2 separate regions of the Muntiacus reevesi genome follow, and region 2 is linked to region 1. A link is a contact called in public Hi-C data. All regions are on one chromosome and are shown on one strand. The core of a region is the stretch at or near the end of the contact, and the rest is flanking DNA. Distances in the headings are between cores, read along the strand shown. Region 1 holds the start of EIF3K (eukaryotic translation initiation factor 3 subunit K). Region 2 holds the start of SARS2 (seryl-tRNA synthetase 2, mitochondrial).

Region 1 (5,704 bases), core at 678-3,177:
TGGGACTTCAGGCTGAGGATCAAGTTAGGAGGCCCCAGTTAAAAATGGAGGTCCAGGATTAGAAGTTAGGTTGGGGGGGACCTGGTCAGGAATGGGAGTTGGGGGCAGGGGCTGGGCTGGGGGGCAGGGCAGGTCTGCAACTCATCACCAGAGATAACTCCCATGGTAGGCCACGATGTTGGCATGCCGACAAGTTTTCAAGATGAGGATTTCCTTCTGAAGGGTGGAAACATCATCGTCTGCGAGGAGGGGCAGAAGAGAAAAGGCTACTGCAGGGAGGGAGAATGGGGGAGATCCCAGGGTCCCAGGAGGTGGGGGTAGGGGAAGGAGTGCCTGCGTCCTGTCCTCACCAGGCTCCATCTTCACCATCTTCAATGCCACCAGGTCCCCTGTCACCTTCTCTCGAGCCTTGTAAAGGGGAAGTTGGCAGTCAGGCAGGCTCCATTTGCCCGAGTTCTTCCTCAGCATCCCTGAACCCAAGCGGAGGACTGGGACCCTCTCGCATCCCCATCCCTTCTTGGGGCTCACCCCCACGGTCACGGGTTTGAGGGTGTTGGAGAAGGAGGGGGGTTCCTCACCTTGAAGACTTCCCCATAGGTGCCGCCACCCAGCCGCTGCAGCAGGTCATAATGGTCCCGGGGGTCCCTGTTAAAGATGTCAGGGTCTACGAGGTCCATTCCTGGGGGCCGGAGCTGGGCCTGCGCCCAGGGGCCAGCAGGGCCTCAGGGCTCCGAATGCTGGCACCTCCCTCCCTCCCCACACGCCCTGCACCCGCCTTGCCTCCACCGGCTGTGGCCTCCCCTCTCCCCACTCTCGCTTCCTGCCCCGGCACAGCGCTGTGCAGCCGGCGGCTCCACCCCCTGTCCCCTGGGCCCTGACAGCCTGTGAGGGGCAGCTTGCCTTGGACCCAGGGGACCACCCCCCTCCACCTCCGGGGCCCTGGGCTGCATGTAAACCAGATGCAAACTATCTTCATTGTGACCTGGAGGGTGCCCTCACCCTCCCCCGTTCTGGGCAGCCACTAAAAACTACACTGCTGAATGCCGAGTGTTGGGCCACAGCCTGGAGATGGCAGGTCTACACCGGGATGACCATGCAGTGTACATTATTGTTCACCCGGGACACATACAGGCACTTAGTGGTAACTCCCAGTGAGGCGCGCAGGCCAGTCGACGTGCACACACCTGGATACCCATGTGCACGTATGTGGATGTACCCAGAGCATATACATATATGACACATGCATGTGCACTCATGCCTGCAGTAGACAGTATCTGAACACATAACTCAGGATGGCACATGCGGGGCGCTCGCCTTCACCAGCAAAACTGGAGCCTATGGGGACTGGGCGTGATCTGGCGGGGTCCACGAGCCCCTCCCTCCGCCCCTGCCGGGCTGAGCACAACAGCTTTGCGGGCCACTGCCCTCGGCGTTAGGGTGAGGTGTGGGGGACCAGGTTCACGACTTAAAACTGCGAAGCTCAGGATCCTGCCTCAGGGGCCAAGGCCTAGGGCCAAGGGGACCTCAGAGGGCGCCTTCTTCGGCACATGCCTACGGACCAAAAGGACTGTACTGATGGAACCCCAGCAGTTTTGAGTTCACAGCCGCGCGCAACGCGACGTGCGTGCACGCCGTCACGGATCAGCCTACTTCCCGGTGAGCCCGCGCTCACGCTCCAGGGACTATAACTGGATACGCGAGGCCCGGGAAAAGCTTAGCCCCGCCCCTTCTCCGCGAGAAGGCGCCTGCGCACTTGGTTAGACTAGGTCTTTTATCGCGCCGTAGCTTCTGCTCGAGTAGAGAGTATGCGCACGCGCTAACTGCGCCGGCTGGGAAGAAGTCACGCGGCAGCCGGAAAGCGTGGCAGCTGCCGCAAGACCCAAAGCACGATTCACCGCCCCCGGGGCTGGAGCGAAAACAATTACGTAGTTTCCGTTTCCACCAACTCTTCCTCTTCCGGTCCTCGAGGACGCTTTGCCGGCAGGGTCTTCGGCTGTAGCCCTGGTGTGGGAGGCGGGAGCCGTCATGGCGATGTTTGAGCAGATGAGAGCGAACGTGGGCAAATTGCTCAAGGGGATCGACAGGTCTGAGCCCGGTCGGAGAGAGCGTTTCTGGCCAAGACGGGTGGAGGAGAGGGTTTTCTGGAGTCAGCAAGAGATGGTCAGCATTCTGGGCTTGCCTAGGGGTGGGATTTTTTCAGTCATTTTGGAGCGGTTTAAGAGAACAGCATTGTATATAGGCCTAAAGGTAGGAGGTGGCCTTGCCTGCCGCTCAGTCCCTTTTAATTGCCTTAAGGCCGCCCTCTCTGCTTAACTTACCCTCTTTCAGCCCCCCGGTTTTCTCTCTGCTCCTCAGTCTCACTGAGCCTCTCAGCGCCTCTTTGTGGCTCCCCTTCCCCCCTTCATTTCACTCATCGAACACATGTTTACTAAAATCTACGCTGTGAATTCTGGGCAATGGTGCGGACCAGAGATAACCAAAGACAGCCACTGGCCATGCTTTCATGGAGTTTCTAGTTCAGACAAACCGAACGGTAGACAGTGATAGCCAGGAGTGGTCAAGGCGGTGATGGGGGAAGCACAGGTAGATTGGTGGGGGCTGGGATGGGGAAAATTAGGCAGGAGAGAATGGACTGGACCAGAGTGGAGTTTGGGGATAGGAGGAAGGGGTGGATATCAAAGATGTCCAGGAGACCAGATGTACAGGCTGCAAGGGCTGGTTGGCTGAGACATGGAGGAGGCATTTTTCAGAAAAGACCCAGGGCTCTTACGGGGTTTAGAGCTGGGGCTTAGGTCTGGGATATGGATAAGTTTCGTCAGAGGTTATAGAGCTGATTCAATATTTGAGTGGAGCAAGTGACCAGTGACAGAGGGAGGGAGGAAAGGAAGAGAAGGAGGAGCAGGCTACATTTTCCCCAACTCCCACCTCAAGGAGTGACTGGCTTCAGCTCTTGTCTCTCATCATCTCATCTTGTTTCTCTTCTAGGTACAACCCTGAGAACCTGGCCACCCTGGAGCGCTATGTGGAGACACAGGCCAAGGAGAATGCCTATGATCTGGAAGCCAACCTGGCTGTCCTGAAACTGTGAGTATCTGCCTCCATTCCCATCCCATGTTCCCATAGTCAGCAGCTTGCCACTCCCAGCACTGGGTGGGGTGGGAGTGAGGGGCAACCTGCAGGATGTGACTTCTCTCTTTTTTTAAAATTGGAGTATAGTTGATTTACAAAGTAATATTAGTTTTAGACGTACAATGTAGTGTTTGAGTATTTTTATAGATTATACTACATTTAGAGTTTATATAATGGGAGTTATAGCCCTTGTGCTGTTCACTGTGACTTTGTATCTTACTTGTTTTATATGTATTTTGTACCTTTTAATCCCCTTCCATTATCTTGCCTTTCCCCCACCCCATTCCCATCTATAACCACCACTTTGGTCTCTGTTTCTGTTCTGTTGCTTTCATTTTATTCTTTAGATTCTACATATAAATGAAAACATGTGGTATCTGCCTTTCCCTGTCTGACTTAACTTCACTAAGTGTAATATTCTCCAGGTCCATCCATGTTGTTGCCAAAGGCAAATTTTCATTCTTTCTCCTTTTTTTTAAATGGCTGAATAATAATCCATTGTGTGTATGTGTTTATATGTACCACATCTTCTTTATCCATTCATTTATCAATGGACACTTAGGTTGCTTCCAGATCTTGGCTCATGAAAATAATGCTGCTGTGAACATTGGGGTGCATGTATCATTTCAAATTAGTGTTTATTTTCTTTATTTATGTGTACACGCACACACACACACACACACCCCCACCCCCACCCACCCAGGTGTGGAATTGCTGGATCATATGGTAGTGCTAGTTTTAATTTTACGGGGAACCTCCCTACTGTTTTCCATGGTGGGTGCACCAGTTGACATCACACTATCAAGCATTCTCCTCCATATCCTTGTCGGTGTTTTGTTATTTGTTGTCTTCTTGTTGATAGCCAGTTTGTCATGTGTGTGATTCTGATTTGCATTTTCCTGATGCTTAGTGATGTTGAGCATCTTCTCATATGCCTCTTGGCCATCTCTGTGTCTTCTTTGGAAAAAAAAGTCTATTCAGAAGTTTCTGACAGGGTTTTTGGGGATTTTTGGTATTGAATTATATGAGCTCTTTATCTATTTTGTATAGGATGTGGATAGAATGTGCAAGTCTAGGGAGCCAGGAAGTAGGGGCAGGAGGAGGGATGGTTTTTGAAAACTTAGTTACAGGGGCTGCAGTCCAGCAGTTAAAACTCTGGCCTTCCACTGCAGGGGACACTAGTTAGATCCCTGGTTGGGGAACTAAGATCCTTGTGGTGCAACCAAAAAGTAAAAAAGAAAATAAAAATCATAGCAAAGCGTACATACCGGCTGCTACAGAAAGCGAATGTGTGGTTTAACGTGGAATTATAAATGAACACCTGTGTAATCACCATCCCAGTTGCAAAACGAGGGTTGCTGGCACCCCTGTCCTTTGTCCCATCTGTCTTGTGCCAACCACCCTGACCCTGGTGACCACTCCTAAGCTCTCATGACCTGGCTTTGTGTGAATTTACCACATGCTTGCAGACACATGTACACACATACACATTCTGATTCGCTTAGCTCAGATTTGCATGCTTTGAACTGAACGTAAGAGTAGCCGTACAATTGGAGCTCTTCCGCATCTGGCAGCTTGCACTCAGCCCTGGATTTGTGGGCTCCACACTTTTCCTGTGTGGCTGCAGTCTGTTGTTATTGCTGTGTAGTGTTCCATGTGGAACCAGGTCCTAATTATCTGTTACCCTGTCGGTGGATATTTGGTTTCTTCTCTCTAGATGCTTTATTGACACACCGTATTGTTCCTTGTTTTAGTCACTAAGTCATGTCCAACTCTTTTTCAACCCCATGAGCTGTAGCCTGCCAGGCTCCTCTTGTCCATGGGATTCTCCAGGCAAGAATACTGGAGTGGATTGCCATTTCCTTCTCCAGGGGATCTTCCCGAACCACGGATTGAACCTGTGTCTCCTGCATTGGCAAGAAGGTTCTTTACCACCGAGCCACCAGGGAAGCCCAACTACCAGCTTTGTAATGTTTAGAGCTCTCATGACCTCGATTTTGCCATCTGTAAGATGGAGACATCGTGTGTGTTGGTGAGGTCGTTTAACTTGTTAGTGGTGAAAACCACTGCATAGTGAGCACTCCCCGTGTGGTACCTACTGTGTTATAACCTTTGTATTAACTCACTTCGATGCTGTGTTTTGTTTGTGAGGTAGATACAGTTGGGTTTTTTATTTGTTTTGGTTTTTTGGTGGCCGCACCACACTGGCATGCAGGATCTTAGTTTTCTGAACCTCTTGCAGTGGAAGCATAGAGTCTTAACCATAGGACCACCAGCGAAGTCCTGATACAGTGGTTTATTCTCACCTTTTGCAAGAGAGGAAACTGATGCATGGAGCATTTATTATTTTTTAGAATGTTACTTCATTATTTATATTTTTGGCTGTGCTGGGTCTTTGATGCTGTGCAATGACTTTCTCTGGTTGGGGGGGACTACTCTCTAGCTGAGCTGCACGGGCTTCTCATTGCCGTGGCTTCTCTTATTGTGGAGCACAGGCTCTAGGGCACATGGGCTTCAGTAGCTGTGGTGCACAGGCTTAGCTGCCCTGTGGCATGTGGGATCTTTCCAGACCAGG
Region 2 (6,199 bases), core at 1,779-4,278, 250 kb after region 1:
GATCACACCCTGTAGCTCAGTTTAGTGCGGCCTCATGTCTAGCCATGTGCAGACGACTCTCAGATGATCCTTTTTCTTCATAAACCCCACCATGAGGGTCTTATCAATGTGATTCCCATTTTGTTGACGAGAAAACTGAGACTCGGAAAGGTGAAGTCTGTGAGCATGCATATGGAGACCTGACACCAACGGTCTTTGATACTCTGAACCTTCTGTGGTCCTGAGCACCAGGGAATGCAGCAGAACTGGGTCTGAAAGTTGGGTGCCAACCAGACTGTGCTGTTGGGCAAATCTCTTCCCCTCTCCAAGCTCTGGTCCTGGTCTGTGAAATGGGCTGAGAGCAGGAGCTCCCTGGTCGGGTTGTTGCATGGTGTACCCAGGATGATGAGCTAGGGACTTCCCTGGTGGTCCAGTGGTTAAGAAGCAGCCCCAGGGATGCCTGGCCCTGGACAGTTGTGGTGCGAGACGATGAATGTCCATATCCTTCAAACTCCTGAAATTGGGTTTCCTGTTACCTGTAGCCAGAGGTATCCTGCTGCCAGCCCCGCACCTGCCCAGAACCCCTGCACTCACCACCAGGGCCCGCACTGACTCAGTCACAGCCCCCTTCTCCTCCTCCAGACTCTGGATCTGTTCCCGCAGCTGCCTCAGCTCCTGCCATGTCGAGATCTGGGATAAAATATACATAGAACTTACCACATTAACTGTTTTTTAAGTGTACATTTCAGTGGCATTAAATACGTTTATATTGTGCTATCATCACAACTACCCACCTCTGGAACTACTGAACCTTCCCAAACTGAAACTCTGTGCCCATTAGACATTCCTCCCTCCCCCTGCCCCTGGCAACTACCATTCTACATTCTGTCTCTGTGGATTTGACTGAGACAAATCCAGAAGCCTCACAGAACTGGAATCACACAGTGTTTGCCCTTTTGCGAATGGCTTACTTCACCTAGCATAAGCTCTTTAAGGTAAATCCATTTGGAGTATGGGCTTCCCAGGTGGCTCAGTGCTAAAGAATCCACCTGCCAATGCAGGAAACAGAGGAGACACAAGGGTGAGGAAGATCCCCTGGAGGAGGAAATGGCAACCCCCTCTGGTGTTCTTGCTGGAAAATCTCATGGACGGAGGAAGCTGGCAGGCTACAGTCCATGGAGTTGCAAAGAGGCAGACATGATTGACCAACTGAGCACTCACACTGTAGCATGTGTCAGAATTTCCTTCCTTTTTAAGGCTGAATATTATTCCATTGCAAGTATTTACCATATTTTCTTTTACAAGATTCTTTTTGATGTGGACCATTTTTAAAGTCTTTATTTTATTGGTTACAGTATTGCTTCTGTTTCACATTTTGGTTTTTTGGCCTCAGTGCTTGTGGGGTCTTAGCTTCCTGGCCAAGGATCGAACCTGCATCCCCTGCTTTGGAACATGAAGTCTTAACCACTGGATTACCAGGGAAGTCCCTACCACATTTTCTTTATCCATTCATTGATCAGTGGACACTTGGGTTGCTTCCACCTTTTGGTCACTGTGAATAATGCTGCTATAAACATGGACATTCAGGTATCTGCTTGAGTCCCTGCTTTTCTTTTCTTTTTTTATGGGGGGGGGGGGTATATACTCAGAAGTGGGATTTCTGGATTACATGGTAATTCTAATTTTTTTAGGAACTGCCATATGCGTATTTCTTTTTAAAATTAACTTCTCTGAGCCTTAGTTTCCCCTCTGGAAAAATTGTGGAAACAATGGCACCCATCTCACAGGGGTGCTGTGGAACTTAAAGGAGACTCATCTGTATAAAGCACTTATACTAGATTGGATGTATGGGGTGGGGGGTGGTCCAAGAGAGGGCTGGGAGGATTTGGGGTCCCTATCACCTTCAGCACTTCAGCAGGGTCTAGAAATATGGTAATTCCAGTCCTAGTTCACCAGCATGTAGTATTATGTAAGTGCTGGCTTTATCATTAGTAGTAGCAGTATGAATATGTGTGTGTGTTAGTCGCTTAGTTGTGTCCAACTCTTTGCGATGCTATGGACTGTAGCCCGCCAGGCTCTTCTGTCCATGGAATTCTCCAGGCAGGAATACTGGAGTGGGTAGCCTTGCCCTTCTCCAGGGAATCTTCCCGACCTAGGGATTGAACCCGGGTCTCCTCCATTACAGGCAGATTCTTTACCGTCTGAACCACCAGGGAAGCCCAGTAGTATGAATATTAATATTCACTGCCTTATTCTCAACACCAGGTACAGAACATACACACGCCCTAAATATGTTCAAAAACACATTCGTTCATAAAACAACACCACTTAACTGCCTGATACCTGTGGGGTAAGTGCATAACTCTTCCTCTCACTCCCCAAAGGCAAGAGTCTCCCCTTACCCACTGATTCATATCCCTGTTCCCCGTTTTCCTTTGTGGCTTTACCATAAGCCTGGCAAGAGGTCTGAGCACAGAGGACGCGGGAAGACAGTAAGTTCCTAGGGCAGAGTGGGTACCCAGCACGTTTTATGGGCTAGGAGCATCATGGCTATATGGACAGTAGGGCCTTAGCACTCCGTGGTATCTGACACGTACTTAGGTGCCAGACACAACACATTGGCTAAACTGGGAAGGAATGAAAATTCTTGCGATCAGAACGCCCCCTGCTGGATAGTATCTTGTAAGCCCATTTCGTTCGTAAAGCGAACAGCCAATAGGCAAAGCGGACCGACCCCGCGGTGGTTGGACCGCGCAAGCGCACTCACGATGCCGGGCAGATCCTTCGACCGCAACTCCCCCTTGCGGAGCTCCAGCGCGCGCGCGGCATCTTCCGGGTATGCGCACAGTGGTTCCATATCCAGCTGAGGGAGCGCGCTGTAGCCCTCACGCGCGTGTTCGTACAGGAGGTTCCGGTCCCGTCTCTCCGTAGCGAAACTTCTCTTGAAGCTCTGGTTACAGACACAGCCTCCTCGAAGCCGCAGGCCCCGACCAGCCACTAGAGGCGCCAAGCGTCGCACTATGGACGCAGCCATCTTGGAAGGCGGACAAGGAGTCACGCACCCTTCGTCCCGCCCACTACGCACTTAGACCAATTACAAAGCTGCTGATTTGCTTGAGACTAGCCAATCAGACACTGGAAGGGCACCCCTTCCACGCCTCAAAAAAAACACAGTTCAATAAGAACAGTTGCCCGAGATTGACACTATCATTGTCCAATGGTCCTCTGTTTCCCGCTGTTTCAGTGTACACGAGAGGCAGAACCAGCCAATCACTGCCAGGGTAATCCCCAGATCGCGCTAGAGCGGTTTCTGCGTGTCGGCGGACCGGGCTAGGGTCGGTAAGGTCTACAGAGCTCGGGTTCTCCAAACCTCCGGAGTCTCCCCTCAGGTTCCCGTTTTCTTCTGTATGTGAGCAGGGACAGTTGGCTCCCCGAGAGCCTATTCAGTGCAAGCCTAAATTTACGGAGGGACTTTCTGTTAGCAGCGTTAGGGGTTGCGGTTATACGGTAGAGGAAATTGTTTAGATTTAACCGGAAAGCTAAATAGGGAGGGTTGGGGAGAATTTGGGCTTCCATTGTGGCTCAGCTGGTAAAGAAACCACCTGCAGTGTGGAACATCTAGGTTCGATCCTTAGGTTGGGAAGATCCCCTGGAGAAGGGAAAGGCTGCCCACTCTTGTATTCTGGCTTGGAGAATTCCATGGCTTGTATAGTCCATGGGGTCACAAAGAGTCGGACACTGAGTGATTTTCACTTCACCAAATAGTGAGAGCTGGGGAGAATTTGGACCCTACCCCAACGAAGGCCACTTTCTCTTACCCCCTAATACAGGGAGTCTGCAGGCGGTGGGATGTCTTGGTCCGGCCTTCTCCGTGGCCTTAGCACGTCCCTAAATTATGGTAAGTGGGGGGCTTGGGCCGCCCCTGGGTGGGAATTTGGCTCTTCACCTGACTGAGATGGAGGCTCTGAGCAGGGGAGGAGTGTGATCTGACCCAGGTGTCCACTGGATAACGTTGGCTGCGTGTGGGGAGCAGACAGTAGTAACAGGGAGACCTGGGAGGAGGGGGAGGACAGGAGAGTCCAGTGGGAATCAAGGGTAGACAGGACCAGGGTGGATGCTGTGGAGGAGGAAAGGGATTCCGATCAGCTGTGAAGGTTCAGTTGACAGAATCTGCTCATGGCGATGAGAGTGGGGTGACAGGAGGAGGAGTGACATGCTCAGAGACTGCCCCCCCCCCATAGGGTTGCTGTGGGGCGGTGTGTGTTAATGTAGATACGATGCATAGAACAGTACAGAATACAGTGTGAACCTGTGAGTTAACTCTTACGAAATGCTTAAAAAAGAACCTGACACCAGGTGATTGCTCCATAAATGTATTATTACTCTCAGCCATGAGTACCCCCAGCCATAAACAAATAGAGCCCCGTGAAGTGCTTGGAACGGCTCCTCGAACAAAAGAGCGAGTGGCTGATGCTATTATCTGTTCGCTGGGATAATAATCCCTCTTCCGCCCTCCTGGTTGTCTCTCCAGGCCTAGCTCTGGTCCCCCGGCCTTGGACCACGCGTCCCATGGCCACCCTGAACCAGCTACACCGTCGGGGCCCCCCGAAGTTTCCGCCTCCGAAACCAGGCCCGACGGAGGGCCGGCCACAGCTGAAGGGCGTGGTCCTGCGCACCTTTATCCGCAAGCCCAAGAAGCCCAACTCAGCCAACCGCAAGTGTTGCCGCGTGAGGCTCAGCACCGGCCGGGAGGCCGTCTGCTTCATCCCTGGAGAGGGCCACAGCCTGCAGGAGCACCACGTGGTCCTCGTACAGGGTGGCCGCACGCAGGACCTGCCGGGTGTCAAGCTCAAGGTCGTGCGCGGGAAGTACGACTGTGGCCACGTACAGAAGAAGAAGTAACTCTGGGGGACCCGGTGGGCGGGTGATCACGCAGAACTTTCTTTCCTTCGGTGCACCTGCAGCGCCCTCAGGAAGCAAGTCCAGCTCTAGAAGTAACTGGTCTGCGTTCAAAGCCCAGCCTAGTGGACCCCTGACCCTTGGGGTCCTGGGCACCCCTCTCCCAACACCCTTGGCTTCCATGCTGGCACCAGCAACTGCTTCTGCTGGGACGAGACTCTGTACTGCCATCTACTGGGGAGGTGTTGCAATAAAGACCCCCGCCCTCAAGGTTGTGACCTGAACCTTCTTACGTGGTATTCACCCTCTTTGCGGTCTTCGCACCTGGACATCCCCTCTGGCCTCAGTTTCCTTCACCAGAAAAAAATAGCTCCGCTGGCAGTATCCCCTCTGTTGGATTTGGTGAAGATTAAACCAGATGCTTTATGTGTATATGCTTTATGTGCAGGTGGGCTGCGCTGAGGTTCAGTTCCCCTTCCTTCAGGCCAAGAGCCTGGACATGAAAGCCCTCCTGTCAAGCTTCCTCATCTGAAAAGTGGCAGTAATTGTAATGTTGGCGACAAAGGGGTGTTGGTGGGATTGAATGGTGTGCACAGCTCTGCTCAGACACACACACCTGGATTCAAATCCTGCCTCTGCCTCTTCCTTGTTCTGTGACTCCGGGTACATTTGTTCCCCACTCTGGCTCCATTTCCTTCCTTGGAAAATGGCACCAAGAGTGATGCGGACCTCACCTAATCACCTGATCAGCTGTTGGCTGAGTCCTTGTGGCCCAGATATCTGTGTTCTCGAAGCTCACCCACTTCTTGCATGGCATTTAGCACACCTGAGGTTCTCACTATTGGAAATATCCCACAAAACTTTTTAGTTTCAGAGCTGGGGGCAGATAAGCACATCAATTACAGATAAAATCCCCCATCACCTCACACTCTGCACTAATTTTTTATTAAGCTAGCTTGTCAGCTGCATTCAGCTAGGGAAACAGTGGGAGACACCAGCGGAGCCTTGCTTCCGCAGTCCATCTCCAAGTGCGCTCAAGTGTGGAGAAAAGGAGGCTGTTGCCTTGGCAGAAGGCGGGCTGCCCCGACGAAGGGGCAGGAGGTGGGGGTAGAGGATACAGTTTGGGGGTCAGTGCAGACTGGGCCTTAGGAATTCTGAAAGAAATGGCACCTGTATGGCTCAGAGGAGAGATGCTGTTGGGTGCGGTGCTGGAGGAGCTTGCATGGGCCCCACTCCTGAGTCCCAGAGATTCCCCCAAACAAGAGAATGGGTTCCCTTTGAGGCCCCTGTTGGTCCCCCCGAGGACAACCCCTGCTCCCTG

What was found. Hi-C and Micro-C count contacts between places; a contact is called where the count stands out from the background.
Region 2: a Hi-C map of muscle shows a contact between it and region 1, with 5 times the contacts expected there. The contact joins the promoter of SARS2 here to the promoter of EIF3K in region 1. A contact is called at or near these places in 2 of 3 Hi-C or Micro-C datasets (blood and muscle).

The regions. Positions count from the first base shown.
Region 1 is chr2:260,341,593-260,347,296 of mMunRee1.1, forward strand. It overlaps EIF3K (eukaryotic translation initiation factor 3 subunit K), which reads left to right and starts at 1,928. Exons shown (of 8, transcript XM_065926039.1): 1 at 1,928-2,084; 2 at 2,986-3,084. The coding sequence starts at 2,026. MAP4K1 (mitogen-activated protein kinase kinase kinase kinase 1) reads right to left here and starts at 748. Exons shown (of 31, transcript XM_065920573.1): 1 at 579-748; 2 at 351-408; 3 at 149-239. The coding sequence starts at 677.
Region 2 is chr2:260,586,781-260,592,979 of mMunRee1.1, forward strand. It overlaps SARS2 (seryl-tRNA synthetase 2, mitochondrial), which reads right to left and starts at 3,029. Exons shown (of 17, transcript XM_065926055.1): 1 at 2,747-3,029; 2 at 574-669. The coding sequence starts at 3,013. MRPS12 (mitochondrial ribosomal protein S12) reads left to right here and starts at 3,243. Exons shown (of 3, transcript XM_065926060.1): 1 at 3,243-3,318; 2 at 3,810-3,877; 3 at 4,511-5,162. The coding sequence starts at 3,829. The coding sequence ends at 4,881. LOC136161315 (F-box only protein 17) reads right to left here. Exons shown (of 7, transcript XM_065926059.1): 7 at 5,300-6,199.